Linked DNA regions of Mus musculus: all the other regions are linked to region 3. The links are chromatin contacts, called in public promoter capture Hi-C maps. All regions are on one chromosome and are shown on one strand. Each heading gives the region's core, a stretch centred on a gene start, on an enhancer-like site or on the middle of the called end of the contact. The rest is flanking DNA. Distances are from core to core; before and after follow the strand shown.

Evidence for each region. Promoter capture Hi-C pulls out the DNA fragments that hold promoters and counts their contacts. Capture Hi-C pulls out chosen DNA fragments and counts their contacts.
Region 1: a contact with region 3 is called in a promoter capture Hi-C map of cranial neural crest. The contact joins the enhancer-like site here to the promoter of Laptm4b in region 3. A contact is called at or near these places in 6 of 39 promoter capture datasets (the 3T3-L1 cell line, the C10 cell line, cranial neural crest and 2 more).
Region 2: a promoter capture Hi-C map of adipose tissue shows a contact between it and region 3. The contact joins the promoter of Cpq here to the promoter of Laptm4b in region 3. A contact is called at or near these places in 1 of 39 promoter capture datasets (embryonic stem cells) and 1 of 9 other capture datasets (adipose tissue).

Annotation. Positions count from the first base shown.
Region 1 is chr15:32,942,090-32,946,372 of GRCm38.p6, forward strand. The region is part of intron 1 of Sdc2 (syndecan 2); the gene reads left to right. Among named protein-coding and RNA genes, the nearest start is that of Sdc2, 24 kb to the left of the region's middle. Within about 2 kb of position 1,817, at least 42 of the 459 cell types and tissues checked have an H3K27ac peak or open chromatin away from gene starts, as enhancers often do.
Region 2 is chr15:33,081,052-33,085,062 of GRCm38.p6, forward strand. It overlaps Cpq (carboxypeptidase Q), which reads left to right and starts at 2,078. Exons shown (of 8, transcript NM_176073.4): 1 at 2,078-2,271.
Region 3 is chr15:34,236,637-34,240,947 of GRCm38.p6, forward strand. It overlaps Laptm4b (lysosomal-associated protein transmembrane 4B), which reads left to right and starts at 1,390. Exons shown (of 7, transcript NM_033521.3): 1 at 1,390-1,786. The coding sequence starts at 1,688.

The sequences.
Region 1 (4,283 bases), core at 567-3,066, 1.3 Mb before region 3:
TTTACTAGGTTATTTTATTTTATGATGTACAAAAGCTTGCATTTGTGATCTTTGAAGTATGTCCTGGCTTCTTTCTTCTCAAAGTATAAAACATGTAGTAGCAACCCAGCACTCTGCTCTGACTCTTGACTGATTCCTCTCATGGACATTGTTGAAGAGTCTGTCTGACTTAGAGTTGTGGAAAAATAGCTGTATGTTCTTACAACATGTTTGAATTTTATTCTGGGCCTGTAAGGATTTAACACTATGGGCTTTTAATTGTTGGCATCTGGTACATTAATATAATGATAATAATAATTGGAAATAATGTGGTTCATCTCTTGAGTTGTTAGCTTTAATTCCCTGAATGTTTTTGAACAGAAGTCTCCCAAAGTCTTAAAGTAGAACCATTTGGAGGAGACCCATTCTAGTTTTTAGTCAGAGTGTGTTCAGACTCTGTCTTGTTCTGATTTGTTGCAATGATTTTCATTGTTTGATTTTAATGTTTTCCACATGAAAACACAAAACCAGGCAATACCCAACAAAATCCACCTAAATGCCCTCTCTGAGGAGACCGAACAGAAGCAACAATGTGTCTGTCTTCTTTGAGAGCTGCCAGGCTCTGTGGGGCCAAGCACAGTGGCAGAACTCTGTTGGGAACCAGGCTGCAGAAGCGGAAGAGGAAGCGGAAGCGGAAGCGGAAGCGGAAGCAGAAGCAGAAACAGAAGCAGCTTGGTGCTTATGATTTCTGTGTGATAAGAGCAACTTTTCCCATTCTCCAGATAACTGTCTAGTAGATTTGCAAATCTATTTTTCCCTCCTCACTGTCTTTAATGAAGTCTTCAAATTCTAAAATATAATTTATGACTGGAATTTATTTAATATGGATTCTTAAGTCTCAAGGCGCTTCTCAAAAGATTTCAAAATTCTATGTATTCATTAGTGTGAACGTCTAACAAAGAATGTGCAATTGAAAAGGGCTGAAGCTTCAGATGAAGAGGTGGCTCAGCCATTAAGAGTGTGCATGTCTTCTCTGAGCTTGGCTCTCCACACTCACAACAGCTCTCACAGCTACCTGTAATTCCCACTCTAGAACCTATGCACGGGTAGCACACATTCACACAGGTGCATGCATATAAAGAAAACGTAATAAAAATAAATACTTAAAATGTAATTTGTATAGAGATCTGGGAACTCTTCAAATATTTACAACTAAATAAGAATCTAATTCCATTGAATCATTAAAGATAACACTTTTGCTTCAGGAGTCTCGGTCACCAAATTGTCTAAATTTATGCTTAACATGGAAAAATATTTTAAAATCATAATGGAGTTTGAATTGTTTGTATGCTAGAAGCAGTAATATAATATTAACTATACGAACAAACACGTAGTCTCTCATGAGTTATGCTGGCCCCTAATTTGACAAATTTAGTACATAGTTGTTACCTAGAACTGACTGGTTCTCAAGCAAACTTTTATTTTCTCGAGAGACTTCCTGGCACACGGTGAGTTGTGCTAATTATAGTTGATCTAAGAATCCAGCCAAGAAAACTTTGTAATGATGACCTTATTTTTAAAATGCATCCTGCAAATCCTTCTCCCAAACCTACAAGAAGAAAACATTTTCGCTAAAGCTAAGTTGTTAGTTATATTTCCAAGAGAACAAAACCAAATCATTTTTATTCTTGCGTACCATGGGATTGGATTGGAGAGGCATTACAGTGTCAGGGGGACATTCCATTGGGGTTAGGAAGTAGTGTCTGAGCTATATATTTAGTGGTGACTTTGGATGCTTCACTCACCTTTAATGTTGTGTAGAATACTGCCTGTCCATGTGAACACAGGCACAGTAAGAGGTCTGTTAACAGACGTTCACATCCACGGCTCTCTAGGTACCTTTCCCACCCCCACATCATTTATATATGATATTTAGTGTATGGACCCCAACCAGACTTCTGTTTGAAGTCCTTGAATCTGGAGAGGCAGCTTGATAAAGCAAAACAGAAATCTGTTGGCATTTTGAGAGTGGAGTTCACAGAGGATGTTGTTTGCAGTGTCCTGAAAACATACAGGCCAGCAGCTGGAGCAGGCCTGGTGACAGGCAATCTCACTTCCAGAGAACAAGGAGGGCTGAGCAGTCCTCTAAGGATTAGCTCCAGCTCAGCAGCTGCTGTCTGAGTCTGATTATGCACATCCGGCTCTAAGAGACCTGCATTAACCCTCAGCCCCTGGGAACTTCAGGGCTGTTTTTTTTTTTGTTTTTTTTTTTTTGTTTTTTTTTTTTTTTTTAAAACAAAAGACTCTTCCAGGGACAACCAAGGACTAAAGCCCAGAAAATGTAGAGGATAAAAGAAGGTGGCTCTTTGGGAGACTGAATTTGAAGTAGCCTTGAGCCAAAGCTGAAGAAGACCTGGCAAATAGTATTTGTCTTTGCAGACCTGGTGGCGGACATTGGGGGAAAGGACTGGACCAGGAGGGCTTGAGCAGCTGAGGAGGACAGAGGCTCAGAGAAGTTAAGTTACCAGCTTAGTCATTTTTCCACTGCTATGAAGAGAGACAGTATAGTATGACCATGGCAACTTAGAGAAGAACGCATTTAATGGGCACTTAAAGTTTCAGAGGATGAGTCTGTGACCATCATAGTGGGGAGCATAGGAACAGGCAGGAACACATGGCACAGGATAGTAGCTGAGAACTTAACATTTTTTTTCCCACATGCTTGAGGCAAAGAGAGTGTGCAAATTGGGAATAACACAAGCTATTGAAATCTCAAAGCCCAGCCCCCATGGCACTCCTCCTTCAACAAGGACACATTCCCAGTCCTTCCCAAATAGTTTCACTCACTGGGGACCAAGCATTCAAATATATGAGCCTATGGAGTCCATTTTAATTCAACTACCACAGAGAAAAATCATGTTTTCCCATTCCCCAGTTAGAGCTGAAGTACCACATGTCTGAAGTTGTTATCTTTACCTTGAGATAATCATTCATGCTTTTGAAAACTGACCTTAGAGAAGAAACACTGGAGAAAGCATTATGGAAGCTGGAGACATGGTTAAGAATACATACTGCTCTTGCAGAAGACCTGAGTTCAGTTCCCAGCAGCTACATTTCTGGACTCACAATCTCCTGTAACTCTAGCACCCAGAGATTTAATGTCTCCTGCCTCCAAGGGCATCTGCACACATGTGCGCATTCCCATATATAGTTAAAATAACAAAAACATATTTTTGGAACATAAGAAAAGCACAGGGCCTGGAAACATGGCTCAATAGTAACATCAGCTATTCTTCCAAAGGATTCAGGTTCCCAGCATCCACATAGCTACTCACAACTGGCCACTCAATCTCTAGTTTCAGAAGATCCAGTGCCCTCTGCTGTCCTCCGTGGACACTAGGCATGCCTGTAGTACGTAGATATATATGCAGACAAAATACACACATATATAAAACACTTTTTTAAAAAGTGCATCGGGGAATTATATGGCAATCACTGTGTCCAGCTTGTTGGGATATATTTCTTTCAAGCAGCATTTTGCCAGTGTGTAAATGACTAGTGGATAGACCACTGCAGTCAATTCTGTGTATGATATTTAAAGGCAGAGCAGATACTGGGAAGGAAAGTAGAAGCTAAGAAAGCTTCATGGAGAATGAGCCTTCTTTAATGAAATGGATTCCTTTGTTCAACTCCAGCGGTATGAGGCCCAGCGCTGCACTCTGGGAGAATTAGGTGTTTGAGAATGACAGTGTGTTGCTGAGCCTACAGCTGTCCAGGTAAACAAAAGGCTTTGTTAGAAAAGGCTTTGTCAGAGAAGATGGCTGTCTTGAGTTGTGTTGCTGTGTAGCATCTACACTGAGTGTTGAATGATTCCCTTCTTTATGGTTTTAGCAGGAACTATAGAGTTATTCCTTTGGGTGGTTGGAGTTGATGCTTTCATGTAGGAACTAACACATTAAATGCAAACCAATCAGTAAATACTTCCTTATTTTTGTCCAATTAAAAGATTGAGCTATTAGGTTAGGGTTTTCGACATTGTTGCTTTAAAGAGTTTTAACTAAAAACAGAACAAACCAACAAACAATAACAACAAAACAAAACCAGCATGGTTTTATTCACTGAAATTTCTTGTGGTTTTGGAACATATTTTTATAATTCCTGTCTTGTGTTTGTGTGTTTGCTTGTTTGTATATATGCTTGGTGTAGAGGCCAGAGTTTGACATTAGGTGTCTTCCTGACTTGTTTCTCTCCCTTATTTTTTGAGACAGAGTCTCTTACTGAGACCTAGGGTTCACTAGCTATTG
Region 2 (4,011 bases), core at 828-3,327, 1.2 Mb before region 3:
CCTTCCAGCAGCTTGCATGAGCCAAGTTCTGAGTTACTAGAGTATCTGAGTCAGAGAGAGCAGTGCTAAGAGCTATGGAGATCTACCAATGCCATTGTATCAGAAATGTAACAGTTCTAAAAGAAACAAGAATAGAATGAACACCAATGGGGAAAGATATATAGTAGATGGACATGAATAGAGTAATTAAAATCAACCATCTAAAGGGAGGGGAAAATGGTCCAGGACAATGTAAGCATAGATGGGCTCTGGAATCAAGCTATTTTAATTTACAACGTCAACCTGACCTCACAGGGTGTGTCATGACCTCTCTAGCTTTCAAATTACTCATCCGTGAAGTAGAAATAATAGTCATAATACCTAGCTCATAGGGCTGAGAAACACCCACAGATAATCCGCATAAAGTGTTAGTAAAAAGCATTCAATTAAAGTTCAAGTCTTGTCATTATTACATTGTGAGTCAATGACAGAGAACTTTTACAGCATAAGAAAAGGCTGGGAAGCATTGGGCACGGCATGAGCACGGCACTGCCATCTAAGCTATACTTAGAGAGACAGTCTATGGGCCGTCTTTACAGGTGCACGATGAGCTAAACACAGAAGTCGAGTGTAAGCAGCTAGAAGCGTCAAAAAGGTGATATTTCACTTGTTGCAAACCTGTAGGTTTGTTTTTCCACAAAACTAGAGTCTGTCATTTTATAGCTTTTCAGTTACCTTTGCTAGATTATTAATTTCATTTTACAAAATTAGCCTGTTGTAGGAGATTGGAAATAATCCAACCTATTCTTCATCAAAGATAGTTTCAGAGAAATGTAAATCATTGGGACTAGATATGACTCCCCAGGGACCATTTGTGGAAAGGCCAGCTAGGACCATGTTGAAAAGACCCTTGAATACCTCACAGAAGTGATATTTTGTGAAAGGCAACGCGACTAGTCAAAGTTTAGAGGGATTGTTATATTGTACATAGGTGAAAGGACTCAAAATGATTTTCTTTGTATATGCTTAATTTTTTCTTTCCTGTTTTTTAAGTATGTGAGTTTTCTTTTTCTTAGCATCTACCTATGTAGCCCAGGTTAGCCTGAAACTCAAAATATCCCTGCCTCTATTTTCTGTGTTTTGAGATAACACATACATGGATCAGCATGCCTAAGTTTTTCCTTGGTTTTGTGTGTGTGTATGTCTGTGTGTGTGTGTGTGTTTTAAGAGGAGAGACAGGAACTGGAAAGTATTTTACAAAGATAACTTTGATAAGAGTCTGGCTAAGTAAAGAAATTTGGACTTATCAAAACATAAAACATTAAAAACATGTGCACATGTTGCAGTTTGGACTTTATGCAGGTCCCCAAACTACTGAAGTCATGCAGTGACTTGATGTGTCAGGGTATACTGGTTCACAAGGGGGTCCTTCCTTTTCTCAGAGGAGAAGGGGGCAGAGGATAAAACAGGGGCTGTGGGAAGGGGGAGCTGAAAGCAGAGGGGCTACTGTGATCAGGATGTAAAGTGAATGAATGAATAGATAGATAGATAGATAGATAGATAGACAGATAGATAAATGGGCCAAAAATATGCGCACATGTACTACAAGAGTAGTATAGCATTGCTCTTTCCCTGATACAATGCCTAGACTGAAAATGACTTTCTGATCTCCTAGTTTTAGATCATGACCCCTGCCTTCATGATCACCTCCTTTCTTACAGTCTTTCAACTATTAAGGAAGGGAGAAAATAACCTGGTGCTTCATTTTGTTTTTGAGACAGGGTCTCATTTATTCTGTAGCCCTTGCTAAGCCTCAAAGTCCTGGGCCATCTTCCCGCATATCCATCCTCCCTAGCTACTGGGTGATTGATAACATGAACAAAATAACTGTTGAGTTGCTTTTGTTGGGAAGGAGTTTGACGGTTCCAACAAAGTCTCTTGAAGCCAGGCCTTGGGGACCCTACTTGCCTTAAGTCAGGCTCAAGGAGACCTTTCAGGGTCGGGTCCAGCCAGCCACAGTCTCAGTTAAAGCCCAGGCCTCGGGCCTGGCTGACGGTTGCACCTTTGTCTCCGCCCACCGGCCAGGGAGGGCTCCACAGCTGTCCTGGCACACAAAGAAGCCAGGCCTGCAGACTACTGGGGCTCCGGGCTGTTCCTGAGGCCTCTGGAGGCCCGCCCTGTGGCTCCAGTGCGCTCTGAGGACCTTCCTGGTCCCGCCCCCGAACGTGCCTGTGGTCTGCAGGCCTCACCGGGTGTTGTGGCCGCTGCTGCTCCGCAGAGCCTCGTGATCAGGTGAGTGCCCCCCAGGCTGTGGGTGACCAGCTGCTCCCCAGAGGCGGGAGGGTGGGCTGAGGTCAGCCGGCCTGGCTGCCAGAGAGCTTCCTGATCGGGCTGGAGTGCCCTTGCATAGGACGAGACTGCCTGCAGTTACACTGAAACCCAGAGGCAGAGACCAAAATTGCTGGTGCCTGTCTCTTCTTCAAGGTCTCTTGCACCGTCCCTGGACTGCCTAGGAGCTTCCTTCAAGGCCCTATCTGGAATTTTCCCTAGTCAACTGACTTGCAAGAGGCTTTACCAGGACGGGGTGGGAGAGCTTTGGTGGTTTCTTTCACTTTCTACCTAGTTCTGTTCTTTCATTTCTGATATGAAAGGCCCCATTTTCGAGTTGTCAGCGTCTGACTTGTCATACATAGTCGTACTCAATATCCAATAATTGACTGTGAAGTAGAACTGAATGAATGAAGTGGACAAATGCGTAGGAAATGCAGCAGAATGAGCAAAATATATGAATGGCACAGTGAATATGAAATGGAGACATCAGACACACAGGCTTTCGCCTCTGTTTTCTCAGAGTTAAGTGTTTTGCAATCTCTGTGGTTAATCAAGAGGAGTTTGATTCTTTGTAGTTGTTAGTTACTAGACTCCTGCACCTTATTATCTCCATTGGTTGGATTAAATATATTTTGCCTAAAACAAAATAACCTGAACTCTTGCTTGCTTGTGCTTTATTCTCCCCACTTTTGGTTTGAGCCAGCGTTGTTACCAAAATATATAATGTATTTACAAGGTACAAAGGTACATCTCAAAGCAGAACCATGTCGCTGACTTGTATTTAAATCCAGACACTTCTCATGAATCTAAGACTGGACAATGTCTATTTTCCTTAGACAAGGGTTGGTTTAGTTGCAGGTGAATGAAGAAAACAAAATATGTCACAGTGAGGAAAGTAATTTGTGTGCATGACACATAAAGAGTGCTTTAATACAGTTGATCACTGCTGTAGTTTTGCTTCCTAGACCCCAAGTTCCACAACCCCCCCCCCCCATAAAACCAAAATCAATGACTTTGAATTGTCACTTGATCTCTTTAGATTTTAACTTCATTATGTGTGTGTGTATGTACATGTGTGTATGGACCTGTGGTTAACACAGGTATCTTCCTCAAAGGTTTTATTCTTTAAATTTTGGAGACAGCACATCTCAGTGGACCTGGGGGTCCAGTGAATCTGCTAGATCAGTTGGCCAGTGAGCTCCAGGAATCCTCTTGTCTCCACCCTGCTAGTGCTGGGGTCACAGACATGTGCCGGTGCATATTTTTACCTACCTATTTCAAGTCTATCTGGTAGAGTAAATGTTTTGTTTAGTGAAAAAGACTGACTTTCTCAGGTTGTTTTCCCAAATAGCCAGTTGTGGGTTCATGTGTCATTCAACTATGAAATGTACAAGTTGATATTCATGGTGCTCTGACCACACACTTTTATTGTTCATTTAAACTTCTTACTTATATTACCCTACTAATCCTCACCGTAAACTTAAGAGCAAGGCAAACTTGAAACTCCTTTTGTCCTAACTATCAGAAATAGTACTTGAAAAATAGGAAGCCAAGACTCAGAACATAAGCAGATGGGATCAGGCAATGTCTGCTGTGAAAGTCTGTGTGGTATGGAAGACTGGTTTCCTTGTGTTTTCGAACATGTACAAAATTTGGATATTGTTACCATATCCAGTGAACTGTGAATGGGAGCCAGGGAGT
Region 3 (4,311 bases), core at 140-2,639:
CCCTGAGGATGGAGCTCAGAGCCTCCTGCATCCTGAGATAACACTCCACATGAGAGGAAAGCCCCAGCCCATAACTAACAATAGACAATCCCAGAGAGAAAATTATCTTTAATGTTACGAAGAAAAGAAACAAATACCGAGCTTTTCCAATTCCTCCCACAACAGTTATCCTGCTTGTATCTTTGCTCAAGGACCTACACGTGGTATCTCTGGGAATAGAAGCCAAGTTTAAACTAGAGTGTGGTAGATGCACGTCTTTGTGAAACTAACCAATCTTGAACCATCTTTCATCTTATTTGACATGTACTTTAATTTAAATCGAACCCATTTTAAAACTTTTTTAAATTTTTGTTGTTTTTCAAGACAGGGCTTCTCTGTATAGCTCTAGTTGTCCTGGAACTTACTCTGTAGATCAGGCTAGCCTTGAACTCAGAAATCCACCTGCCTCTGCATCCCAAGTGCTGGGATTAAAGGCATGCGCCACCACTGACCGGCCAAATTGAACCCATTTTATTTCTTGTTCTAATCCTGAAATAAAACTTTCACATGGTCTCTTTTTTTCCCTTCCTTCCTTTCCTTCCTTCCTTTCTTCCTTCCTTCTTTCCTTTCCTGAAACAGGGTTTCTCTGTGCAGTTTTGGCTGTCCTGGAACTTGCTCTACAGACTAGGATGGCTGTCCTGGAACTTGCTCTATAGACTAGGATGGCTGTCCTGGAACTTGCTCTATAGACTAGACTGGCTGTCCTGGAACTTGCTCTATAGACGCTGGCCTGCCTCTGTCTCCTGACTGCTGAGATTTAAAGCGTGCACCACCACCAATGCCCGGCTTCACACGAACTTTTAATTTAAGTTATCAGAGCTTCTTAGCTAGCACTGTGGTCATCAAAGGCTAAACTTGGATCCTATCCAAAACAGCAGCTGGAGGGACATCCCCCGCCCCCAGACCCTAGTCCTCTGCCTGGGCTCTTTCAACGCTGTGTATTGTGACTTGCATAGATCTTTTGGCAGTAATTGTTTTTTTGTTTTTGTTTTACTAGAACTTCAGTCATTATTAAAAATGCCACGGAAGCACAGTGAGGATGCCCTTGACACACATTCTATTTTCTGGGAAAAGATTGCTACTAAAGTAATTGAGCTGGGAAGCTGAGATAAATTGCTCTCTGCGGGTTCCGCAGTGGTTCAAAGTACCGCAGTTGACTGGAATAATCATTCTAAGCAGTTTTCCTTCCTTCCGCCAGTTTGCAAGATAACTACAATCCTAGCACAGCATTCACCGGTTATTTGCAAGCTAGATGTGAGGCAAACACAGCTGGAATGAATCTGAATCCTAACCAAAGGTGCACCCCATTTCCGGAGGAAAATTCTGGAGACTCCCTCAGGGTCCAGCAAGGAAGCATTTATTTGGCGCAGCGCTCCCAGCGCCCGCAGCTGGCTGGAGCCGGTGGTGACATCACGAGCCCGGGCAGGCCACGTGACCCACGGCTTCTCCTCCCCCCTGCCTCCTAGCGTCGCCGCGGTCTTCGAGCCCAGTGTCCCGTCGCAGCGGCCACTCGGAGCTCTCGGTACAGTGCAGAGCCAAGGGTCGGGCGAGCGGTCCGAGGGTCGGGGCGGCCAAGGAGAGGGGCAGGAGCAGCGGACCCAAGACGAAGCGAGCGACGCTCTCACAAACTTCCACGAGCGCCGGAGCTATGAAGATGGTCGCTCCCTGGACTCGGTTCTACTCCCACAGCTGCTGTTTGTGCTGCCATGTCCGCACCGGCACCATCCTGCTGGGCGTCTGGTACCTGGTGAGCGCGCCCTGGCGTCGAGGGAGCCCCCGGGGTCCCCACGCGCGCCGCTCACCCCGCGCCACTAAGTCGCTTCTAGGTCGGCGTCGGTCTGGGGGCCGCCCGCGATCATCCGCCTAAAGTTGTATTATTAGAAAGTTAATTCTCGGGGAGAGCCGGGCTGCAGTGGCGGGGGCATGTGGGGCCGGGCGGGGGGGGGTGGGGCACCGGGCCCTGCGAGGTGCGGGCCGGGCATGTTCACCCCCGGGACGCACCACGGCTACACAGCGTTCGCCCTCGCGAGTTCGCGTCCGAGCAGAAACGGTTGGGAAATTCTTGTTCCTCTCGAGAGGATTTTCCTGCGTACGCCTGTTTAAAGCTCTTACACAGGGAAGGTACCCAAGTGTGCCTGTGTTCCAGTTGGCTTGGAGAAGCCATCTTAACAACCACTCAGGTTCCTGCCCGAGGACAGGTGATCCCTCTGAATAGGCACGGCGGGCAAATTTAGTTTTCTTTAAAAATGGCCTTCAGGTTGGCGCTCACATTTGTGTCAAGAACAAACATGTGATTCTCTGGGGCAGCGAGTTAGCTTGATGGATTCTTGCCCTGTGGCGCTGGCTGCCCTTGGTTGGTGGTTGGCAGCCTTGGACTGAGTCGGATTCCTCAATATTTTGGATTTTGTGACATCATTTTAGAGAGATCCGAGCTACTTGCTGCAGAACAACGAAATGTAGTTGAAAGTGGTAGTTAAGTGGCATATAAAACTTTTTAGTTAGAACATATTCTTAGCTCCCTTTGATAGTTTAAAAAGATATTCAGTATTGAATTGTAAACTGCCTTGTGCCATTTTAAACAATGCATTCCCCTTCCACGTGATGTTACAGTTCTATTTATAGTCTCAAGTTTTCTTTAGTTGGGTCCATTATGGCCGCATAATAGAATTTTTTAGTCTTAAAAGCTTTCCAACAGACCTTTGGTATATGTGGGTTCTGGCTGTTCAGTGTGAATGCAAATTGAACATTAATGTATTGGCTCAGCCCTGACTTTTCTTAAAGCCAAGGAATTTACAGGAATTTAAAACCATAGTTGGAGTGTGGAAAGTGGCCTCAGGAAGTGCTTTTATCGATGGCCAGTCAGGGCAGAAGGTGGGCTGCAAATGTCTGTGTCCTCCTTGGAAGTGTTCAGATCTGCAGGCTTGCAAGGGCTTCAGTGGATGCAGTTGGTAAAATCTAGGGCATTGCATTAGGCAAATGTACTACATGATCTACGGGAGATATAAATCTACTTTAGTCTTGTTGGCAGTCATCCAACCATGCTGTATTGGTGTGTCAAAAGCAGACTTCCCCCTCCGTAGGCTTCCTTTCCTGTAAGAGCCTGCCCTTTGTGAGGCATACGCTTCCAAGGAGACCAGAAAAGCTTAGGTACTCACCACATCTATATAGAAATCTTTTCTATTCCTATTGAAAATTTCTTGTTCACTAGTTGAGTTCCCTTATAGTTTTAAATACAAATCTGTTATCTAAGACCTTAATTTCCATTTAAAAAGGTCAACATGGTGAGGGCCTAAGGCCTAAGGAAAAATGAGGTACCTACCTACCTCTCCTTCCTACAAGCACCCCCCCCCCATCTTCTCACCCTGTCTCACCTGCCACGTGGTCATGTATAAAAAGAGTTTTCAGTGTAGACTGAGCCCCAACACAGCGTACTACATGATCTACGGGAGAGAAATACTTGAGCCCTGTAGTTGTCAGGTATCCAACCATGCTATATTGGTGTGTCAAAAGCAGACCGCTCCAAATGAAAATTTTGTGTTTCGTATCCCTGCTTACTGACTAGGGCTTACTAGTATTACCCTTTTACTAACTAACTAGGTCCTGCATGCTATGTACTGTGTTCAGTAAGCTAAATTTAATTTTCTAGGGATGAAATTAGAGGCTAAGAGCTTGTGGTTTATTTACAGTCCTTGGTTACAGCTCATGTGATAATCCGTATTTCTTTAAGCCTTTAAAAAGTTGTTGTTTTGCCTTGACTATCAAAGGTTTTCAGGAATAAAACATTGATTTGGCTACTAGAGTTTTCCCTCTAATAAATTCCATTCACATATGTGAGATCCACTTGTTACTTGTACAGTTCATTGACAATGACACCAACGTTACTAATCCATATCCCTAAGAAGGTCTGAAACCTCACAGGATTTTCTCTGTCTCTTCCTGGTCCTAGTCAGTGTGTTGGGGTAGGGGCGTAGGCCACTCTACAGACAGGGTCTTATGGTGTGCACCTGAGTTCTCTTCTTGTTCCTTTCATTTAGAAGGCATGATTTTTTACTTTCCTAGTGTTGGAATCTGTAATTGGCTTATGTTTGACTGCTTAACATATCTTAGTCTGTGAATAGACCACATCTTTGTTGTGCATGGAGCTGTTTTAGTTTGGGGCTATTATATGTATATTCAACTCTTCTGAACATTCTTAAGCAATGTTGCTAGACATACGTTTGTATTTCCATTGGGTGGAGCTGTTGCTCATTGGGTGAGGTATGTTTGGCTTAC